Regions from separate parts of the Rattus norvegicus genome. Here region 1 is linked to region 2. A link is a contact called in public Hi-C data. All regions are on one chromosome and are shown on one strand. Each heading gives the region's core, a stretch centred on a gene start, on an enhancer-like site or on the middle of the called end of the contact. The rest is flanking DNA. Distances are from core to core; before and after follow the strand shown. Region 1 has its middle 25 kb from the start of Ndufb4. Region 2 overlaps Timmdc1 (translocase of inner mitochondrial membrane domain containing 1).

Evidence for each region. A called contact is a pair of places that touch in the nucleus more often than the background predicts.
Region 1: a Hi-C map of Schwann cells shows a contact between it and region 2, with 17 times the contacts expected there. The contact joins two enhancer-like sites. A contact is called at or near these places in 2 of 12 Hi-C or Micro-C datasets (Schwann cells and frontal cortex).

The regions. Positions count from the first base shown.
Region 1 is chr11:76,542,516-76,546,230 of GRCr8, reverse strand. No RefSeq gene overlaps it. Among named protein-coding and RNA genes, the nearest start is that of Ndufb4, 25 kb to the left of the region's middle. Within about 2 kb of position 1,455, at least 59 of the 93 cell types and tissues checked have an H3K27ac peak or open chromatin away from gene starts, as enhancers often do. A contact at or near this core is called in Schwann cells, where this site is marked.
Region 2 is chr11:75,749,463-75,752,772 of GRCr8, reverse strand. All of the region lies in intron 5 of Timmdc1 (translocase of inner mitochondrial membrane domain containing 1), which reads right to left. Among named protein-coding and RNA genes, the nearest start is that of Timmdc1, 17 kb to the right of the region's middle. Within about 2 kb of position 1,817, at least 14 of the 93 cell types and tissues checked have an H3K27ac peak or open chromatin away from gene starts, as enhancers often do. A contact at or near this core is called in Schwann cells, where this site is marked.

The DNA of each region.
Region 1 (3,715 bases), core at 206-2,705, 790 kb before region 2:
CTGAGGGATTGAAAAAGCAAGTGGCCATTTCCCTAGGGCTGCACGGCTCCTGGCAATACCCTGAATTAATGGTTGTTTGCCTCTGGTTTAACAAAAGAAAAGGAATCTGGGGTGTTTGCCCAGAGCCTTTAAAAATAACCTCATGCTACCGACCTAAACAATGTTTTAGGGACATTTTATTTTTGCCCCGAGAGAGGCATAGCTCTTTTATGAAAGAAAAGTTGCTTGTTTTGTTTTGGGACTGGTTCTCACTTTGCAGACCAGGCTGGCCTCTGCCACTGTGCCTCTCCCCAGTAAGTTGCTGATTTTTGAAGGAGAGGTTTGGGTTCTGACCTCTGAAGAGAAGAGGGGGGTGGTCATAGGAAGGTCCTTTATGGGGAACAAGCATCCTAGTCGAACATCTGAAAATCTGCCCCTCCTTCACGTGATGCTCATATCCACTGCCTATTGCCCAGTGGTCTCCCTTGCTGACCCAGGACCACTCCCCGCGGGTGTGGCCGCCCCAGTCTATAGCTGCAGACTCCTATCTTGTTCCTGTTGCTCCAGTGCTGTGGGTCCTTCTTTGTCTCTCCCTCAACCGCTGCTCCCGGCCTCTGGACTTGCATTTCCCATACAGAAGTCTCGCCTTTGTGTCCTTTAGGAAGAGCAGGGCTTCTGCCTTGTTTAATAGCAACCTTAAGGAGAGGAGAAGAGGGAGAGAGGCAGGAAGGGAGGGGGAGACAAAGAGGGGGAGGGGAGAGGAAGAGGGGGAGAGGGAGGGGAGGAAGAAAAGGAAGGAAGGAGGAGAGACAGAGAGAGAGAGAGAGAGAGAGAGAGAGAGAGAGAGAGATATTTTTCTATCTCTCAGAGAACATTCTGCTCCTTGCAGGTTTTTTTTTTCCTCTCTCGCAGATCTGAAGACGGAGGGAAGAGGGAAGGCAAGGAGAGCCGGGCGTGCCTTGGCTACTGTGGAGTTGGGTTCACCTTAGGACTTATTTTGGATGGCCTCCAACCTAGACTGGGCAGGCCCACCCCCTAAGCATAGAGGTCTTGTTTAGTACCAGCGTCATATTTGAGGCAAGCAGATGAAAGTCCAGAAAAAGTCCCCCTTTCAGGCATATTTGCAGCACTTACTTGCGCGACACGTATTCAAGAAAAATGTTTGTTCACCCTCCTGCATGCCCTCCCATCAGCATGGGCCCTTCATAGATGCCTCCTCTGGGCCTTAGGACCTTGGCAATCAGACAAGCTCTGGCATTAGGCAGCAGGATTTGGAAAAGCCAAGACCTTGGGAAAGGAAAAAAAAAAGTCTTAAGTAGCCAAAGCTGGGTTACGTAATCCTATTTCTCTTGGGATCCGGATGGTGAGGTTCTTCAGAGTAGCCAGTAGGGGGAGCTCAGGGCGTTTATCAGAACTCCAGCGATCCAATGGTCAGGAGCCAAGTCGAGGCACAAATAAAACAATGAGCCTTTGTGATTTCTCTTTCAGCTCTTAATTCCGAGAGGCTTCAACCAGGACGGCCTGATCCCCACCCTGCGAGCTTCTCCCAGGGCGCCTTAATAGGCTTTCCGGAGTCTGTAGAATCAAACTCCCCGCCCGCCCCCTCCTCCTAAGTCTCAAGTTGGTTTCCCAGGCTCTCTTAGCCTCCCTGCCTTGCTTTTGTCTTCCTCCCTTTCCTGTCTCTTCAGTTTCTTTGTTTCTCTGCACTATCCTCGAGTCACTAGTACAAACTATGAAAAATGTGTGGGGGATGAGCCCACCCCCAGACAGAACTCTGAAATACACCAAAGCCTGGCACTTTGAATACAATCTAAAACATGTTGGTAAGCAAAGATGGCGAAGTCCGCCACCACGTGGCTGTGCGGTCACATCTTTCACGTTATTGTCTTTACATTAAGCGGCCCTTTGCCAACACAAAGCAGCTGTTGGGTGACTTGACTACCTCACTAGCTACGGAGACTGGGTCTTTCAGAGAAGGCACTGCCAGCTTACAACGGTTAACTCCAGTTACTGGCTTTCTGATTTTTGAACACTGGTCTCTCGAACAGTTCTAGAGCATGATGGAATTTTTAGAGTCAGGGACTGTTGTAGTCCAGATAAAAAAAAATGGAAATCTGCCCTGTGCCTCAATCTCCCTTGACCTGTGAGGTTTGGGTTCCCTGGGTGGGTGTGGGCCAGAAGGACTTCCTTTTTCCTTTTGGTTTTGTTTTGAGATAAGGCCTCACATAGCCCAGGTTGGCCTCCTTGAACTCACTAAGTATCTATGGATATCCTCGTGTCCCTGATTTTTGCCTTCTCCTAAGGGATAGGATTAAAAGTATGCACCACACTTCGGTCAAGTACCTATCTTTATTCACAGAAAATTTCTCTTAGGAAAACACTCATTGTATTTCTCTCCAAACTTAAAATTACTGGTGTGAGTGTGTGTGTGTATCTTTGAGGAAAATAGAGATTACATTCTCCCTGGGCTTTTGGGCCCTAGGGAATCTAGAAAACATGGCTAAGAATGTTTGTTAAATGCCAGAAGGTTAGATGACAGTCGACTGGCATAGCTTACCCATGACCAGAAGCTGTTTGGTCTGAAGATTTAAGAGGCACTGTGAAGGGAGGTTCTCTCAAACCTGATGCTGTGGTGGTATGAGCATTGCGGCCTCCTAATTTATGGCCATATGAATTCCATGGCCCCGCCTCCCATTCCAATAATAGTCACGTGAGTCCCTGAGAGGAAGAAACTAATGAGATTGGATAGGGCGCAATACCCTTCAAGTTAGGCATGCTAGCTCCCTCCAGGAACCAAGGCCGGAAGCTGAGGTCTTGTGTAACCGCGTCCTTGCCATGCTCAGTACTCGGTGACTGCTCTTACTCCCTAGTTCCAAAAGCTAACAGGGTAAGTGTAAGATCCAGGTACGAAGTAGAGAGAAATAGGCAATGTGACTCAATCCAACATTAACAGCGCTTCCCGATTGCTTACACTTGCAGGGCCTTGGCGGTCTAGAAAGGCTGAATGAGACAGGTCTGCCGCCGCCCCCCCCCGGGGGGGGGCTTCTCCCATTGCACCTCCTACACCTCACTCAGTGCTACAAAAAAAACAAAACAAACGAACAAAAAACCCCACGCCGTCGTCAGGTAGGCTGCCTCTGCAGCGCAGTCCATGACCGCTCTGACTTCCGGAAGAATAAAAATGAAAGTTACATTGCTTTTTAAATTAAGCTTGGCATCACTCTGGAAACTAACAAAGCATTCCCTTCTACAGACGCGGCCCCTAAGTTAGACAGTGTGCTTGTACGGCCGAGTCAAATGCCGGGGGATTCAAAGATGGCAGTGTTTCTCAGGCAGGGAAGAGAGGCCGGCGGGTCTCTGAGGATAGAGGGGGGGGAGGGGCTCCGTGGAGACTCGGGCACTGTGATATCATTGGAACAGTTGGGGAAAGATGTGATCAGGCAGGCGAGTGGATAAAAACGTGTTTCTAAAATTATGGGGTCTGGGCAAAGTACAGGTAGGGTAAGGGAGCTCATTACAGTTAAATCTTTACCAGGGACTTCCAAGTGGAAACCATGAGGGGCTACTATTTCCCACCTCTAATCAGTAAAAACCAGAGGAAATAAGCAAAAACTGCCAGGGAGGGGGTTGTAAAGGTCAACGCGAGGCTACTTCCAGGTGAGAGGGTGGCCTGGCACCACCTTCCTAGGGGCACTTACTAAAGAATAGAATCTTCATGTTCTGAAACACTGCAGGG
Region 2 (3,310 bases), core at 568-3,067:
ATGCATGTCAAAATTAAATAGAAGGGAAAGTAAAAAGAAGGTTGCCAATAGCTGGGTGGAGTGATGAGAGGAATTACAGTTTAAAAATATAGTTTCAGGTTTTAGACAAAACATTATGGGGATGTAATGTACAACAACATTAATATGTTTAATATTACTGAATTCATACTTAAAATGGTGACAATGTGGGAAAATGGGAGGACCCATAAGAACAAAGTATTATGAAAATGCCATGCTCCATTCTATACTAATTTTAAAAACTAATAAAAAATAGTCAAGATGATAAGTGTAACATATTTTTGCTGGTTTGACAGAGGGGGTAAAATGGCAGGTGTACATGCCTGCAATCCCACTGCCTCAGAGGTAGCAGTAGGAAGATCAGAAGTTCAGGCTTAGTCTTGGCTACATGGGGATGTTGAGGCTAGCCCAAACTAGTGACCCTATCAGGAAAAATTTTCCCACTAGCTTCAACAATGTTTCCCTCCAGACCAAGCTTATAGACTACCAATACAACAAAAATAATGTTAGCAGTGGGTTTTGACAAACGAAATTTCATTCAATTAAAAAACTGTAAAATAAGCCAGGTGGTAGCAGCATATGCCTTTAATCCCAGCACTCAGGAGGCAGAGGAAGGTAGATCTCGGAGTTCAAGGCCAGCCTGGCCTACAAAATAAGTTCTAGGATAGCCAAGGGTATACAGAGAAACCCTGTCTTGAAAAAGAAAACTGTAAAATAAAATCCATAAATCCAGCTGTGTGTAATAAATCATGCTTATAATCTCAGCATTCAGAAAGCTAAGGATGATAACAAGGTCAAGGCTGGCCTGCCCTACAGAGCATCTCAAACCTCTCAGTCCCCTCCCTTCAGAACAGACAACCATGATTCAACCTGACAAAGTGGTAGGATGGCAGATGGGTGGGTCAGCAGGGATGAAGGATAACTCGTTCAGAAGAATGTCAATTAATGGGAACACAAGGATGGCCAGGACCAGGCTGTCTTTGTAAGCACCTTCCCAAAAACCAAGGTGCAAGGATGTCAATGCATTGTTAAAACCACTGCAGCAAAGGCACGTGGGGACGGGATGACGGGTGTTCAGTCACATGCGCTCCCTACCTAATCACATGGGAAAGAACTGCAGTGGAACTGAATAGAGAGCCCTGCCTCAAGTCTCCCCACATTTGCTGTCCGAATCCCTCCACTGCTGGAACACGGTCTAAGAATGGAGTCGTGTGAGGACTGAGTGCTTGAGAGAAAACTTCAAAACAAGACAAAAGAGTCTTGTGACCTCAGTTTCTTCAAAACACACAAGTGTTCTTAGGGACTGGCCCATGCTGTGCCCTCCCAGGTGTATGGAGAGATGTGAGTTGTCTAAGAGACTCACTGTCACCTGCCACTATGATTCAGCTGTCCCTGTGGAAAGATCTCTGCCATGGGTGACTTGTCCTGTAATTGTTCACTTGACTAAAGGATTCCTCTTGACCCTGTCTGATGCTCTGAATAAAGATGGAAATCACATGAGACTTTGGTCCACCTCATCTTTAGGATCCAGTCTCCTGGGTCCCATTGTCTCTAGTACACCTGTGGTTTTGCCATGTTGCATGGAAATATGGATTTTGGAGTTCTGGTTTAATCAAGAAGGAGATTATCTGGGTGAGTGAGCTTAAAAGCTGTCTCCTTTGTCTGAAAAGGAGCAGAAGATTCAGTGTGAGGAGAGAGATTGTTATTCTGAACATGGATGGCCCATGAGAAAGATGTGGGTGGCCTCTAGGAACAGGGAGGGAGTGTCTGGCTTTCAGTCCCAGCGAGGAAATGCGGATCACAGACTGTTTGACTCAGACTCCCTCTAGTGCATGCCAGGGAATAGTACACGGGATCATGTAACAGTTTTAGTTTTACTGTTTGCTTTTGGTTTATTGATTTTTTTGAGACAAGGTCTCATGTAGCCCAAGCTGGCATCATATAGGTAGCCAAAGATGACCTTGAACTCCTGTCTTTTATATTGTAATTCAGCGGTTTTCAACCTGTGGGTCCTGACCCCTTTGGGGAGTTAAATGACCCTTTCACAGGGGTGACATATTAGATATTTACATTGCAACTCTCAATGGTAGCTAAATTACAGCCATGAGGTAGCAAGAAAAGAATTTTATGGTTGAGGTCACCACGCCATTAGGAGCTAGCCGTGTTAAAAGGTGGAAGCGTCAGAAGGCTGAGAACCGCTGCTCTAAGGGCTGAGATACAAGTGTGATCCACCCTAGTTTCCAGGCAGCCCCATACTCACTGATATCTGCCTGCCTTACATTCCCACCAACAGTGTGTGCAGCTTCCTCTCACCTCCATCCTTGCCAACACAGATCATCACCAATATACCAAATACTTAACGCTTATAATGGGTGACATACATGCCTCTTGCTGTGCTATACACCAGGGGCACAGCTGCACTTATGTAGCAACCCTGACAAAAACATTTAACCCAAAGCTAACGCAAGGATAATCAAAGCAAACTGAGAACCACTCTGGGGACTGCAGTGGCAATGAAAGGGCTGACACCTCTATTGCAAACTCTCCCTAGCAGACGCATGCTGATACAGTTAGGGGTAATCCCAAATGGTTCAACTTAGCCTTGTGCATGCTGGGCTTGTGCTCTGATGCTGAACTGATTTCCCAGCCCTGCTAAGTCTTTAAACCATTACACTTCTTACTCTGTGTGCGCACGTGTGTGCGTGAGCATGGGTGCGCAGGTCACAGACAATCAGCAGTCAGATCCTTCCTTTGAACATGTGGGTTGTAGGGATACAAGTCAGGACAGCAGGCTTGGGGGTAAGCTTACTGAGCCACTTCACAAACCCATACACAGCTTCTCTATTGGGGCACGGGGGTATTTCGAGGCAGAAGCCCTCTGCGTAGCCCTGGCTGTCCTGGAGCTCACTCTATAGAGCAGGTTGGTCTCACAGTCAGAGCTCTGTCTGCCTCTGCCCACTGGACTAAAGGCTGGGATTGAGTCCATCATGAGGCCTTAGTATACTCATTAATCCAGCTTCTCAGTAGGGTTGAAACCATTTTGAATTTCTAGCATTTTAACTAGGGAAGAAGAAGAAGAACCTTTAAGTAAAATATGTATTCATGGAAACAAAACAAATAACAATTCTAACATGCTACAGCACACATGTGTTCTCTATGAACAATTTTCTGGTCATTTTTCTTGCTCCTTATGAATATTTTGTTTACGAGTAATTTCACATATTGGCGATGTTTACACATATTTTACCCCGTGAAAAGGAATCTTGAATATGCATCCTGTTTATGCTACTGA